Regions from separate parts of the Mus musculus genome. Here region 1 is linked to region 2. A link is a contact called in public HiCAR-type data. All regions are on one chromosome and are shown on one strand. The core of a region is the stretch at or near the end of the contact, and the rest is flanking DNA. Distances in the headings are between cores, read along the strand shown.

Region 1 (3,571 bases), core at 908-3,407, 990 kb before region 2:
CTCAGCTGCACCGCGAGGATCCCGAGATACTGGATATTTAGTTCAAAGTTCCCTGACTCTCACTGCCCATAGAGAAACCAGGAACAGCTCAAGCATGTTCCTCCTCTTTTGGATCCCCCTCCCCCCCTTTTCTTTTCTAGATATAGTGACAGTTGTGCCTAGAAGAGGATCTAGTCATACAAAACATAAAACTCACAGAGAGGCCACGGCTGGCTTTTAACCCCTCTCTGGTTTTCCTAAGTGGCTTCAATGAGCATGTCTTTACAAGGCTGTTGCAAAAGCGACCAGCAGGCGGAGCCCTAACGCAGTCTTACAATGATTTCTTTTCACTTCTCCCCTTGAACGAAGTTGCCCAAGCGCTATTGGAGCCAATTGAAAACATCTGTTGTTTTATTTATAGCTACAATTTCTAAGAAGCATATTCTATAGCGGTTGAAAAAGGAGTTGACAGCTCATAATTCATAAAGTTACTGGGGCTAATCTGATAGAACAAAATGTACAAAACTCCTTCCCATGGTGCAGGCGCTATCACTTCCTGTTCAACCCTACAAAGAAGTAGTGGCTAAGCGGGGCGGAAGGGGAACACAGAAAGGGTCCTCTGTGAGATGCTAATGGCAGAAGAGAGCACCCCACAGCGAGGGCAGTGCCTTCCCCTCTGCCAGGCTGAGTCACTGGTTCTTTTTCATTAACAACATCCCAGGTATTTCCATTTATAGAAAATCAGCATTTTCCCACCAATCCCACTTTGCAGCCAGGAAGTTTCAGCTGCGTCCTGTCTGCAGGAGTAGGAGCTAAGGTGTTGATTAAAAAGCCTGACTGGTTGCCACCCAGATGGGCGGCAGGCTTATTTTACAACTTTTCATTCAGCAGGTTGCTCCTTTATATTGAGTTGCCTACTTCACGCTCCCCCCCCCGCCCCCCAGACCTTTAAGCAATTATTACGACACAAGCACTCCTCAAATGTCATCTCCCTGTTTGTTAGCTTATTCTGAGAATCTTTGGCGGAACAAGGTCAGATGCAATCAATATATACTTAATATTTTGCGACAGTTCTATCTACAGTGCTTCCTGGTATTGCAGTTAAGGGAAAAAAAAAGTTAGCCTGACATAAATGAGTTGCCATAGCTTAGTACTAGTTCCAACTGGCGGTGCTTGTAAGAGACTGTACTGAGACAGTCCATCTTGCTTCAGTGGGCCCATTTAACGTTCTTAAAGCCAAGGTCACTTCTTTAGTGAAGAGGTGGGTAAGTTTGTGTTCATTTATTTGATGAATGTGGTGTCTTTTGATAGAGGAAAATGTGTTCGCCCACCAGAATTAATTGCCCGCGCGGAACAGTAGTAGTAAAGACATATTGCTTGACTTCTTTCAAACCATGACCCTTCACACCATTAAGGCTGTGTTTACCTTTATCTCAAGATCATTTGCCTTTATTCTGTGGAATAAAGCTTTCTGCCTGTGTCTTTTTTTTTTTTAATTAAGGGGTTTTGTTAATGAATAACTCTGACTGTTACAACCTCAGTTTCTCATGTATTTCTCGAATTTTATTGTGAATTTTCCATTCAGTATTTTTGAGTCATTCATCTTTCTTGCCCATCCCATATGCAATCCATCTTTCTCTTCTTCTTCTTCTTCCTCTGATATTCTAGTCTCCATATATTTTGTTGTGGTTATTTATTTTTACACGTATGGGTGTTTTGTGTGGGTGCCGTGTGCATGTCCTGCCTTCAGAAGCCACAAGTCGTCACTGGATCTCCTGGGACTGGAGTTAGCCATTGTGAACTGCTGTGCGGGCACTGACAATCGATCCTGAGTCCTTTGGAAGGGCAGCTAATGCTCATACCCACCAGTGCCCAGGTCTTTACTGGACCTTTCTTCCACCTGATGACTCACAGTGAGCCCTTCATAGTTTGCCAAATATGATAAGTTGGCCAGTTATTTTTAGCTGAATAAACCCAGTGACATTCCTGAGGAAGAATGTGCTTAGTTTAGCCTTATGAGAAAAATATTTAATAAATGCTGTCCCAAAAATATTTAGCCTGGCAGGGGCTCAGGCCTGATAAAGGAGAAGTGATGGTAAGATGCTGACCCACCAATCCCAGCCCGACTTGAACAAACATGCTTCTTGTCACCAAGGCCCGTACGTGTTGCCAGGATCGTTTATATCCATCTTATTCAAAGCTTTTTGCAGCCTCTGTTCTTGGCTGGGTAACCTCCAGCGCGCACCAAGTGGGCCTCCCAAGAAAGCAAACTGGATCCATTCAGATTAGTTTGCCACTTAACTGCTGTACTAACTTTGGGCAAATCACGTCGTTATTTTAAATCTTCCTTTTCCTCATCTGTAAAATGGGGATAATTATACGGCCTCCCAAGCTCTTAGGGGTTTGAGAGTGAAAGACAAGGGGCTTCTCACCTCTAGTCATGGTAACTGGGCTCCACTGCATCTCCAATGCCCCATTTCCACAGTCTCTCCAAACCACACATCCAAACCAAGGAGTCTTGCCCTTAGCCAGAACTTCGGGACCTCAGTCAAGTTGTGACTCTCGAGATGCACCAAACAACAAGGGTCTCTGCCCCCAATATCTGTTGATATGACATTAGGTAGGATATCCAACTTAATCACTGAGACAGGGAGACCTTCTACTTAGTTCCATCTGCTGCGTAACACAAGGTGTTTTGCGGAGTTTCACTGTAAAACCAGCCTTTGAAACCAAGCACAGCTAGGGAACAGCTATCAGTATTCTGGCTCCTGGCGTCCTTTTCTCTTTATAGCTGGAGGAACACTCATCCTCAATTCTTGCTCCTTGAAAGTTGTGGTCTGAGATCTCGAAGCATGGGTATCAATCACTTGCTCAGCTGGAATTATTGATAAGTACCTGAAACCTTATACAGCAACCCTCTTTCTTCATCACTGTCAGAAACATTCTTACCCATAGAGGTGTTTTCTAAATACTTAAAAGAGTTTGCTACTGACTTTCTAGACAAAGGAAGTTTTTTGTTTTGTTTTGTTTTGCTTTGTTTTCACTTTAGGTGTGGATCTTGATACATGAGCTCAGGTTACCATAAAACCTTAGTAAACTCTGGTAATTTGGTAAAGACCTGGTAAGGAAGCCTTATGCCTCCTTCCACAGATCCTCCTCTGGAAAGTGTGAGACCACTGCTCTCATTATGAAGGACCCCCCCCCCCCCATACACACACACACACACACACACACACACACACACACAAACCTCATTTAAACTCAATAATCTTCCAGAGGCTGTCTCTTGAGTATCCTCACTTTAGGGGCAGAGGGTGGTACCTCAAAGGACTTCAACATATGATTTATGGGAAACACAATATAGTCCAAGGCAACTGAATCACATCCCTTACCTTGAAATGTACCATAAAAATAATTACAGATAACATTTATGACAAAATATTAATTGTTGGGTCTAGGTGGAGTATAGCCAGGCATTCAAGTTTTCAGTATATTTTTAAATGTCAGAGAAAAGTAATGGCTGACTAGGATGGGGTCTGGTGATTCTCTGTTGCCTCTGATGTCCATCCAGCCTTTCTTAAAACTCTCAGCA
Region 2 (3,794 bases), core at 1,239-3,738:
TTAGATGGTCTGGACCTATATTTTTATCTTACACTACAGTGGGATATTTTGTTAAAAGGTATTTTTAGATCTACAATAATGTTTGACATATAGGAATCAATACATATTTGTTAAAAAATTTTTAGTTATTTTGAGACAAGGTCTTTCTTTGTATTCCTGACTGGCCTGAAGTTTACTGAATAAATCAGGCTGGCCTCAAGCTCACAGAGATTTGCCTGCCTGTGCCTCACTAGTGCTGGGACTAAAGGCATGTTTGCATCTTAAATGAGGTGGGTTTTTTTTTTTTTTTTTAAGATTTAGTATAAGTAAGTACACTGTAGCTGTCTTCAGATGCACCAGAAGAGAGTGTCAGATCTCATTATGGTGGTTGTGAACCACCATGTGGTTGCTGGGATTTGAACTCGGGACCTTCTGAAGAGCTGTCAGTGCTCTTACCCGCTGAGCCATTTCACCAGCCCAGCACTGTGGAGTCTAACTACATGTTTATTGTAGCATGTAGGATTCTGATTATAACCTGGTTAGTTATGTAGTTGTAGAATTTTGTGATTTATGAATTGAGTATTAATCAACCCAGGATTATAGAAAAAACTCCCAATGACCAATAACAGATTGTGTGTGTGTGTGTGTGTGTGTGTGTGTGTGTGTGTGTGTGTGTGTGACTGTAGGCCAGGCTTTCCTGGAAATTGCAAGGTTCCTGCCTGTGTTTCCAGTGCTGAAGTGCACTGCCATGCCTGGCAGGACAGGGATGTGTAGGGATGGAACAAGAACAGGAAACAGTAGAGGGAGAATCCGATTGCTTAATTACGCTTACTTTACTTTTTCATATGGGTTAAAGTACTTCTTTATGTTACCTAAAACTGGCCAGCTTGGGAGAACTGGCTGCTAGTTCCTTGGAAAGTCAGATTAGTTTCTGTCTAATGCAAAACTTCATTATGCCCCCAATTTTGGTTTGATATGGTGAACCTTGCATGGATCTCTTAAATTTTATTAACAAAAGTATTAAGGGGCTTGGAGATCAGGAGTCCTCTATTTGCACGTATGCCTGCATGACAGGACACTAGATCTTATAAGCCACCATATGGTTGCTGGGAATTAAACTCAGGACCTTTGGAATATGCAGTCAGTGCTCTTATATGTTGAGCCATCTCTCTAGCCCTTGGATCAACTCTTTTTTTTGGTTTTTCAAGACAGGGTTTCTCTGTGTAACCCTGGCTGTCCTGGAACTCACTCTGTAGACCAGGCTGGCCTGGAACTCAGAAATCAGCCTGCCTATGCCTCCCAGTCCACTGCCCAGCCGAAGATCAATTCTTTTTTTTTTTTTCCTTTTTTTTTTTTAAAAGATTTATTTATTGATTATATGTAAGTACACTGTAGCTGTCTTCAGACACTCCAGAAGAGGGAGTCAGATCTCATTACGGATGGTTGTGAGCCACCATGTGGTTGCTGGGATTTGAACTCTGGACCTTCGGAAGAGCAGTCGGGCGCTCTTACCCACTGAGCCATCTCACCAGCCCGAAGATCAATTCTTAAATCCACCAGGGAATTGAGGCCTCAACAAAACCACCCTCTACCCTGCAAACTGGAAACAAAGATATGACTCAAAAGGAAACCATTGCTGGAGCCAGTAATTGACAGCTAGGCTTAAAGTGAAATCATTAATTACATAGCAAACACTGTTACTATGTGTAAAGGCTCTGTATGTTTTTCTTTTTCTTTTTTAAGATTTATTTTTTATTATAACTAGTTACACTGTAACTGTCTTCAGATGCACCAGAAGAGGGCGTCAAATCTCATTCCAGGTGTTTGTGAGCCACCATGTGGTTGCTGGGATTTGAACTCAGGACCTTCCAAAGAGCAGTCAGTGCTTTTATCTGCTGAGCCATCTCACCAGCCCCTGTATGTTTTTCTTAAATCATTAGTTTCAAATTTTTATAAGACCAAAGGCTCATTCTATAGCATTCAGTAGGACTTGGTTTTGATTTCCTGGGCCTGTTTCTTCATAAATCAGCCTTTAAGAACTTGAGGGTGGGACGGGGAGGGGTACCCGATTGGAGGAAGTGGGGCAGAGATCAGGATGTAAAGAGAATAAGTCAATAAATTAGTGGGGGGGGGGGGGAGGAAAAAAACATGCACAAAAAGAAAAACAAAACAAAACAAATGGAGGGGTTTGGTGTCCATAGAGACTCAGGCGACACAGTAACGCAAAGCAAGACAGCTGCAAGGGCAAGCCCTTACACTTCTGCTACATTCCGAACTTAGAAATACCACGTCAGAACCCTGGCCTATCATCTTTGGAAGCAAAAAAAAAATCCACGTTAAAGACAAAATCCAGTAACAAATGGACACTGACTGCAGTCTAGGACAGCACAGCTTCCGGGTACTGTGTGCACGTGGCAGCGGGGAAGGGCAGGGTTCGCGGCCCAACTCAGCTTCCGTAGGACTGGCCCCGCCCACAGCGGAAGTATGGGCGGGACCCGTAGGTCGTGTGCGTCCAGCGACCGGAAGTAGCTGTTGGGCAGCTTTCGGACGCTTTAAATTCCTGCGGGGTGGAGGGCTTAGCTTGGGTGCCCGGGTCTGGTTTCTCACTCGCATGGCTGTGGACGTGAAGTCTCGAGCGAAGCGCTATGAGAAACTGGACTTCCTCGGAGAGGGACAGGTGAGGCCTGGGGCTGAGTTCTCGCGCAGGCAGGCACAGCCTGGCCACCGCCGGCTGCTCGGTCCCCTTGTCACCATCCCTGAATTGCTTCTTCCCTGCTGAAGAAGAGGCCTCCAGACCACGTAGCAGGCCGTGGCCAGTCCCCTCCAGAATCAGGGCTTCTTTGTTCTTAAAAGGGGGAGGTGGGGAAGGGCCAAAAACCAACCAGCAGGTAAAGAAAGACCTCTTACGACTTTGTTACTGTTCCCCTTTCTAGTTTGCGACGGTCTATAAGGCCAGGGACAAGAACACCAACCAAATCGTCGCCATTAAGAAAGTGAGTTGCCTTTTTATGTTGTTTCCTCTCCAGTCTTTGCGTCTTGCTTGCCACGTAGCCCTTGCTGGCACGGACCTCGCTATTTAGAACTTGCTGCGAGCCTTAACCCTTCTGCTTTGTGTTTGGGGGTTTGGGGGGTTTGCAGGTTTGCAGGCGTACTCCACCACGCCAGGCAACTCTTAGAGAGTAAATGCCCGTGCATTAACAGTTGATGGATGGCTGTCTGTGAGATAGTCTTGCTATGGAGTCCAGATTGGTCTCCCAACTCGTGGAAATCCTTCTGCCTCTGCCTCCCGAGTGCCGGGCATTACAGACATGGGCTACCTTCGGCTTCATCTTACTGCTCACAGTCACACTGATTGAAGGAGTTACAAGAACTCTATAGACAGTAGTATTTATTAGTATCCTGTGTTTCAAGATGGAACTCGGGCTGAAACAGTTTTTGTTCAAGTTAAAACGTTTCATCCCCTAAAAGTTGGTTGTTGGCTATGGAGGCAAGGACAGCGTCTCTTCAGTCCTTTTGGATGGCATGGTCTTTCCATGTCAAAGGTTGTTAAAGGTGTGTTATCTATACACGAAGGTTTTCATTGGCATCAGCAATACTGATAATAGTGTAATTTCTAGAAAGATTTAAGTATTCTTAAAACTTAAATTCATTAACAACACCCTGATATAATTTCCTGTGTGCCAAACACTTTTGACTATTTTTTTTTTCTTCCCCCACTTAACCTCCAAATAGTCCGTGAAATAGGTAAAGTGTCTTTGCCTCCCCTTTGAGGTACCTGAGGCTAGTTAGATGACTTGAGGGTCGCACAGCTAGGA

What was found. HiCAR-type assays count read pairs that join an accessible place to other places.
Region 1: a contact with region 2 is called in a HiCAR-type map of astrocytes, with 2.4 times the contacts expected there. The contact joins the enhancer-like site here to the promoter of Cdk7 in region 2. A contact is called at or near these places in 3 of 39 promoter capture datasets (cranial neural crest, hippocampal neurons and pre-B cells), 1 of 484 Hi-C or Micro-C datasets (cortical neurons) and 2 of 115 datasets of contacts at active chromatin or transcription factors (astrocytes and differentiating embryonic stem cells).

Annotation. Positions count from the first base shown.
Region 1 is chr13:101,716,442-101,720,012 of GRCm38.p6, reverse strand. The region is part of intron 2 of Pik3r1 (phosphoinositide-3-kinase regulatory subunit 1); the gene reads left to right. Among named protein-coding and RNA genes, the nearest start is that of Pik3r1, 50 kb to the left of the region's middle. Within about 2 kb of position 2,157, at least 22 of the 459 cell types and tissues checked have an H3K27ac peak or open chromatin away from gene starts, as enhancers often do. A contact at or near this core is called in astrocytes, where this site is marked.
Region 2 is chr13:100,729,636-100,733,429 of GRCm38.p6, reverse strand. It overlaps Cdk7 (cyclin-dependent kinase 7), which reads left to right and starts at 2,488. Exons shown (of 12, transcript NM_009874.3): 1 at 2,488-2,656; 2 at 2,913-2,972. The coding sequence starts at 2,591.